Regions from separate parts of the Sus scrofa genome. Here region 1 is linked to region 2. A link is a contact called in public HiChIP or PLAC-seq data. All regions are on one chromosome and are shown on one strand. Each heading gives the region's core, a stretch centred on a gene start, on an enhancer-like site or on the middle of the called end of the contact. The rest is flanking DNA. Distances are from core to core; before and after follow the strand shown. Region 1 holds the start of ARFGAP3 (ADP-ribosylation factor GTPase-activating protein 3). Region 2 holds the start of TSPO (translocator protein).

What was found. HiChIP or PLAC-seq counts read pairs in DNA pulled down with a chosen protein or histone mark.
Region 1: a contact with region 2 is called in an H3K27ac HiChIP or PLAC-seq map of alveolar macrophages. The contact joins the promoter of ARFGAP3 here to the promoter of TSPO in region 2. A contact is called at or near these places in 1 of 5 promoter capture datasets (fetal liver) and 1 of 2 datasets of contacts at active chromatin or transcription factors (alveolar macrophages).

The regions. Positions count from the first base shown.
Region 1 is chr5:5,992,666-5,995,924 of Sscrofa11.1, reverse strand. ARFGAP3 (ADP-ribosylation factor GTPase-activating protein 3) reads right to left here and starts at 1,788. Exons shown (of 16, transcript XM_003481526.4): 1 at 1,580-1,788. The coding sequence starts at 1,648. LOC110260619 (a long non-coding RNA gene) reads left to right here and starts at 1,885. Exons shown (of 2, transcript XR_002343865.1): 1 at 1,885-3,259. LOC110260620 (a long non-coding RNA gene) reads right to left here and starts at 1,573. Exons shown (of 2, transcript XR_002343867.1): 1 at 1,315-1,573; 2 at 348-811.
Region 2 is chr5:5,733,774-5,737,000 of Sscrofa11.1, reverse strand. It overlaps TSPO (translocator protein), which reads left to right and starts at 1,904. Exons shown (of 4, transcript NM_213753.1): 1 at 1,904-1,942.

The DNA.
Region 1 (3,259 bases), core at 539-3,038, 260 kb before region 2:
TGCAACAAGGCTGGATCCTTAACCTACCCTGCACAGTGGGAACTCCTTGGATTTTCTCATGTAAGCCTCACAATAACCCTCTGAATTAGACCCAGCTCATGCCCATTTTCAGATGAGGAAAAAAGGTATAAAGTCGTCAAACAACCTGCCCAAGGTGACACAGTTAGAAAGTCACAGGATCTGGATAAACATTTACAAGAAAGCATACACGTCCCTCAAAAGTGTTTTTGGTATCAACTCATTGACTTATTTAAAAGGGGCACCTTCCCTTTGATCAGTTCACACGTTGTGTTTCTGAGATGTAGCAAACAAAAAATATAATTTCCACACTGCTAAGCAGATCTTAATCTAGTCTGGTTTACAGCAACCACTCTTTATAAACAGGTCAATCTACATTTGAAAATCAAGAAAATAGCAAAGAAATTGGCACTGGAGAATTCCTTTCTCCTCCTGACTCTCCTACCGTCATCTTTTTCCTTCTCACTTCTCTTAGGTTGTAAAAATATGGGCTCACCTCCACCTAGACTTAAAACAAAGACATCTAAATTCTGTAAAACTCAGGGACTTCAGGGTCATGACGCATGACCGTACTGGTTAATAGCTGTTGTGGTGGAGGTGACAGGGGGGACCAGACAGAACTCCTGTCACAGGAGCAGAGGGGAGAGTCCATGCTGACACGACAGCCCTTTGCACTGTCTAGGTTCCACTCCGATCTGTGATCCTCCGCGGACGGTGTCACTTTAGCCCCATGCGTCATCCCATCTCCAGCCAGGAGCCAAAAGTTGTAAGAGTCATGGGGGGGAAACAGGCTCTGGAGATGAAAAAAAGAAAGGAAAACCCCAATCTCCAAAGAGACCCAAAGGTTAGGAAGGGAAAGGGTTGTGGTGGGCTTTCTCGTAAGAGAAAAGAGCTCAAAGCCACTGCAGTGACCACTTAGCAGCTTTATCGGACAGGGAAGCTGAGGCTGCCGCCAAAGGGCACAGGGAACAATCCAGGCTCTAACAGGCGCCCCTGAGGAGCTTCAGAGGTGAGCTCGAGGGGGAAAGGGGGTGAGTCGAGTTTTCCCAAGCGCCCAGGGCTACCAGCTGTTGTTTCTGCCCCGTGCACGCTTCCCGGCTGGGTCACAGGTGGCCTACGGTGTCCGGGGTCTGCTCCAGGTCGCAGGAGTCCCGTGTATGAGCCCTCAGTATTCTCAGGAACTCAGGGGCCACTTCACTTTGCCACCCCCAAAAGCCGCCTCCGTCCTCCTTTAAGTTCCTCGGCCCGGTGTCAGGAACCCACAAATGTCCGCCCCCGGGACCCCCAGATGCTCACACTTCCGGCACCCAGGGCCCCTCGGTGCCTGCCCTGCTCTGGACCCCGGTGTGCGCCCCCTCTTCTGCCTCTCCCTTCCTGAGACTGGGGGGGCGGCGCACAGTCTGGACCCAGGCGAGGCCCAGCCGCTGCGGCCGCACAGTGCGACGTGTCACAGGCCGGGCCAGCTCCTCCTCCCGCGGCCGTGGCCACTGCCGCCGCAGGGGCCGCCCGCGGGGTCCAGCAAGGATGCCAAACAAGCCTGAACACGCCCGGCGGCCGTTACCTTGTTGGTGGGCACCGAGCGGAGGCGCTTGAAGATGGTCAGGATGTCTTGCTTGCTCGGGTCCCCCATGGTCACCAAAGAACCGAGGCGCAGCTGGCCCCTGCCAACCGGGAAGGGCAGAGCAGCAGCGGTTGCCGCCTCCAGGAGGTAGACGACGGCGGAGGGGCGGGGCTGCGCGTGACGCTCGACCCCGCCTCTCGATGTCCCCGCCCAGGCCCCGCCCACCGCCCAGAGCGCACGCGCCGCTCTCCCCTAGGGCCCAGGCTCGGGGGGGCCGCCGGCTCCGCCCCTCAGGCCCCGCCCCCGGCGCTGCACGCGCGTGCGCAGGAGTCTCGCTCGCCGTTCGCGCCGGGCTGTGGGTGTGGAAGCCGGGCCCCGCGGAGGTCTGCGCCCACCAGCACCTCAGTGGGGACCACCACGTCGGCTGACCGACTGCTTTCTTCGCCGGGTCTTCTGGCCTCCTCCCTGTGAGGGTGGCAGAACCTGCTCCTCCAAGTGGCAAAGGAGGAACCGAGAGGCAAGGGCCTTCCTGCGGCATCCGGGAGTCCAGATGCTGGGTTCTCTAGTTGCTTTTTTTTTTTTTTTTTTTTTTTCCCGTAAGCTAAAGCTGAGCGCTGAGTGGGAAGCCTCCAATGCCGAAAACTGGTTTTCTTACAGTATCAGTTTGAGTGTGTCAGTGACAAGTAGCAGTTCTCCAGAGGCGAAAGGCGCCGGGTCAGAATGGATAAATATAGACAGGAAAAGAAGCTGGCCTTTTCCTACCCTTACTCGCCAGAGGGTTTTAACGCTTGGAGAAAGGTGCCTCTTCTGCATTAGTGGATGTGGAGCCCCTAGGTAAGGCTCTGCGGCTCAGGGAAGGATAACAGGTCTTGGGGTCAAATGCACGGTCCAGCCAGCTCCTTCCCAGCGCTGTGACCTTGCTCGGGTCACCTCGCTAAAGCTTGGTCTGCTCATCTGTGCAATGGGATGAGAGAGGGGGGATCAGCGCTGAGCAGCACAGGAGAGCGGCTGCCAGGGAGGCCCTGGAAAAGGCTTTGGCAGTGGTCTTTCTGCTTTTAGAGGCTGGGAATTGTTCACTCAACCTGTGTGAGTAGAAACCCTGGGGGAAGTTGGACCTCTGCCAAGGAAGGGAAATTTATTACCTTCCAGAACAGTAAGTTATTTTTGCAGACAGCTCTGTTTGAAAGTTCTTCCTGGTACTGAGTTAAAGTATATACCCTTGAGGAGTTCCTGTCCTGGCTCGACAGTAAACGCATCTGACTATTATCCATGAGGACGCAGGTTCGATCCCTGGCCTTGTTCAGTGGGTTAAAGATCTGGCGTTGCTGTGAGCTTGGTGTCGGTGGAGGACATGGCTTGGATCTGGTGGTGTTGTGGCTGCGGTATTAGGCAGCACCTGCAGCTCCCGTTTGACCCCTAGCCTGGGAAAAACAAAACAAAGAAACTGAGTTCCTGGAATCAGGAGCAGCCTTATCTGATTTCCACCAACCCCTGTAGGCTAAGGCAGCGCACTTGCTCCTGAACTGAACTTGGCTCTTCTTGCTCACTGAGCAGCAAAGCCAATTTACTGATGCCGTGGTGCGTGTTTACTGTAGGCACCGAGCAAGATCCAAACTCCTCGGTGGTTTCCAGGGAAAGAGTTTCAAAGACAACATTGGGGTGAGGGTTTTAGCTCTTGAA
Region 2 (3,227 bases), core at 655-3,154:
AGATCTGGAGCAGAGGTGTGGAAGGGGCAAGAGGGGAGCCTGGGGCCAGCTAGCGGCTGGGCTACTGCCCAGGCTCAGGAGGATCTGCAGGGCTGGACAGGAGGGGGCCACTGGAAGGGGAGGGAGGCTTCCAGGCCCACTGGGAAGGGCATGCACATCTTGCCCAGATCTGCACTGTGACGCTCCCGGGGTGGCAAGTCTCCCCTGAACTGTAACTTCTCATCTGTGAAAGGCTTGCGGGCCTAGTGAGTTTGTTCTCAGCCCCTCCCCTCAGTGCTGGCCTGCAGCCAGTATTTGGGGACAGACATCCCCACCTCCAGGATGCCCCTGTGATCCTGGAACCCTCCTGCAGCGGGGGAGGGGAGAGGGGAGGCACACTGCCTTCTCCCCACGGGTCTTCCGGGGCAGGCAAGTTTGCCACTCTGCCAAGCCACTGGGCACCTCCTTACAGGAAGAGGGTGAGGGCTGGCAGCTTGCTGGGAGGCGTGGCCAGACCGATTTCACTAGAAACAGCAGCTGCAATGCCTGGGGCCACCATACTTTGAGGGAACCTGGATAATCTTTCAATTTCTTTTTTTTCTTTCTTTCTTTTTTTTTAATGGCTGCATTCACAGCATATTTAAGTTCCCAGGCTAGGGGCTGAATCTGACCTGTAGCAGCCAGCCTACGCCACAGCCACAGCCACAGCAGATCTGAGCCGCATCTGTGACCTACTCCAGATTCTTAACCCACTGAACCCTCCTCCTCATGGATACTAGTCGAGTGTTTAACCCTCTGAGCCACAACAGGAACTCCTCGATCACTTATAAAGTCGGAAGAAAAAGATAGTCTTGGATTACACTCATCTTTATACCAAGGCAGTCAAAGGCAGAAGAGGCCCATGAAAGCAAAAATGCCAGGGCCTAGGACAGTCAGACCATGGCCTAGGAGAAGCACGCACAGTTCCCCTTGGCCCCCCAGAAACCAGTTTGGGCACTTGTGGTTCCCTTATGGGGGGTGGGGGGCGGGGGGCCCTGCCTGGCCACGTTAACCAGGGGCTGCAACAGGCCCTGGGCTGTAGTAATAAAGCAACACGTGCAGGTGTTCCCAGATTTGACTAGGCATGAGGTTGCGGGGTTTGATCCCTGGCCTTGCTCGGTGGGTTAAGGATCTGGCGTTGCCGTGAGCTGTGGTGTAGGTTGCAGATGGCAGCTTGGATCCTGCATTGCTGTGGCTGTGGTGTAGGCCAGCTGCTGTAGTTCTAATTTGACCCCTTGCCTGGGGGAATCCATATGCCATGGGTGAGGCCCTAAAAAAAAAAAAAAAAAAAAAAAGCACGTGCAGATGAAGAGGTGGGGTGCTCAAGGCTGGACATGCTGTCCCATCAAGGTGACCCTGGCAAACTGGAGGCCAGCTCTGGACTGCGAGGATCCGTGGGTGCCAGGCGTCTGTGGTATCCTCCTTAGTCCCACGATGTTGCACCCACTTTACAGATGAGGAGATGGGGGCAGAGAGCCGGCCACAAAGCGGCTAAGCCAGGACTAAGGGGAGGGCTACCTCCTGCCCGGGGGCAACAAGTAAAGCCAAAGTGTGCTTCTCCGGAGGTGGGGGGCCAGGGCTGCGGTGCCGGAGGACGTTCAGGGCTTTGCCATCAGGCCACGTCATTCCCCTCTCTGAGATCAGTCTCTGCGGTCCCATTTTACAGATGGGAAAAATGAGGCTCAAGAGAAGCGACCTGCCTGCAGCACTGGCTGGGTCTGCCCATCGCGGCGGTCATGCTGAGAGGGAGAAGACCCGGCCTGGGAGCACCCAAACTTCCAGCCAGGTCGGGCGGGGCCTCGAGGACAGGGCGGGGTGTCCTGGGCGGGGTGTCCTGGGCGGGGCCTCGCGGGCGGGGCGGGCCCGGGCCGCGGCCGCCACCTCCGCCGCGCAGTACCCTTCCCGGAGCGAGTCCTTGTCGCTGGTGAGTGGAGACCCGCGCCGAGGGCGTGGCAGACAGGGGGCTACGCGGGAGAGACCCCCTCCCCCCGACAGCGCCTGCCCGCCGGCGCGGGGCACCAAGGGAAACTGCGGCGGGAGGTGGCGGGGATGGAGGGGGTGGCCGCGGGGCAGCGCTAGGGACCGAGCCATCGGGTCGGCCCCCGGGGGCGACAAAAAGTGACCCCAACCCTGGTCTCCGCGGTCGTTGCTCCTACGCAGCCGGATTCCAGCGGGATTGGGGGCGCGGAAGGGGGAAACTTGGGGAACCCCGCCCCGCCACACCCCGCGCGGGAAACAGAGCGGCGGGAGGGGCCGGACCCCCCCCCTTCCCGCTTATTCCGTAGCTGAGCGGCCCAGGGCGGGCCACCTCAACCGGGTACCCCGAGGATCACAAAATGCTAGGGAGACTGACATTGATCCACTCTTGATGCACTTGAGACACCCCATTTCTAGAGGTGGAAACCCAGGCCGGATAGGGGAGGTTATTTGTCCAAAGCGAGTTAATGCCCCGCGGAGACTTAGGACCGCGTCACCAGACCCCTGTCCAGTGCTCAGGCGCATCACAGCCTGCACAGAGCCCAGTGTGGGCGGAGCAGCCCCTGGGACTTGCCTGTCCCCTGCCTCTCCTGCATAGGAACTGGGAGCACGGGTGGGAGGGGTCGTGGTGTTACCCGAAAACTGGGTTCGCCTTGGGTGTCTTTGCCTAAAGACACAACCAAGCCAAAGTGCAGGAAAAAAGGAAGGATTTGCTACCTGCAAGAAATAAGGAGAACAAGGGGCGGGGGAGTCTCTCCCAAAGCAGTGTCTCCCCAGACAACAAAACCTGGGAAATTTTAAGCTAAGAGTGCATACATATTCATGAGGGGGTTTGGCTGGCGTATGTATTTTCACGGGGGCTTGAGCAGAGGAGAATTCTGCATAGAATTGGGGCAAAGGCCTACAGAGTCCAAGCTTCAGTTGACTGGAGGGTCAGCAAAGATCAACATCTTGTCCCTTAGGCGTTCCCGTCGTGGCGCAGTGGTTAACGAATCCGACTAGGAACCATGAGGTTGCGGGTTCAGTCCCTGCCCTTGCTCAGTGGGTTAAGGATCCGGCGTTGCCGTGAACTGTGGTGTGGGTCGCAGACACGGCTGGGATCCCGCGTTGCTCTGGCTCTGGCATAGGCTGGTGGCTCCAGCTCCAATTCGACCCCTAGCCTGGGAACCTCCATATGCCGTGGGAGCGGCCCTAGAAAAGGCAAAAAGACAAAAAGACAAAAAAAAAAAAAA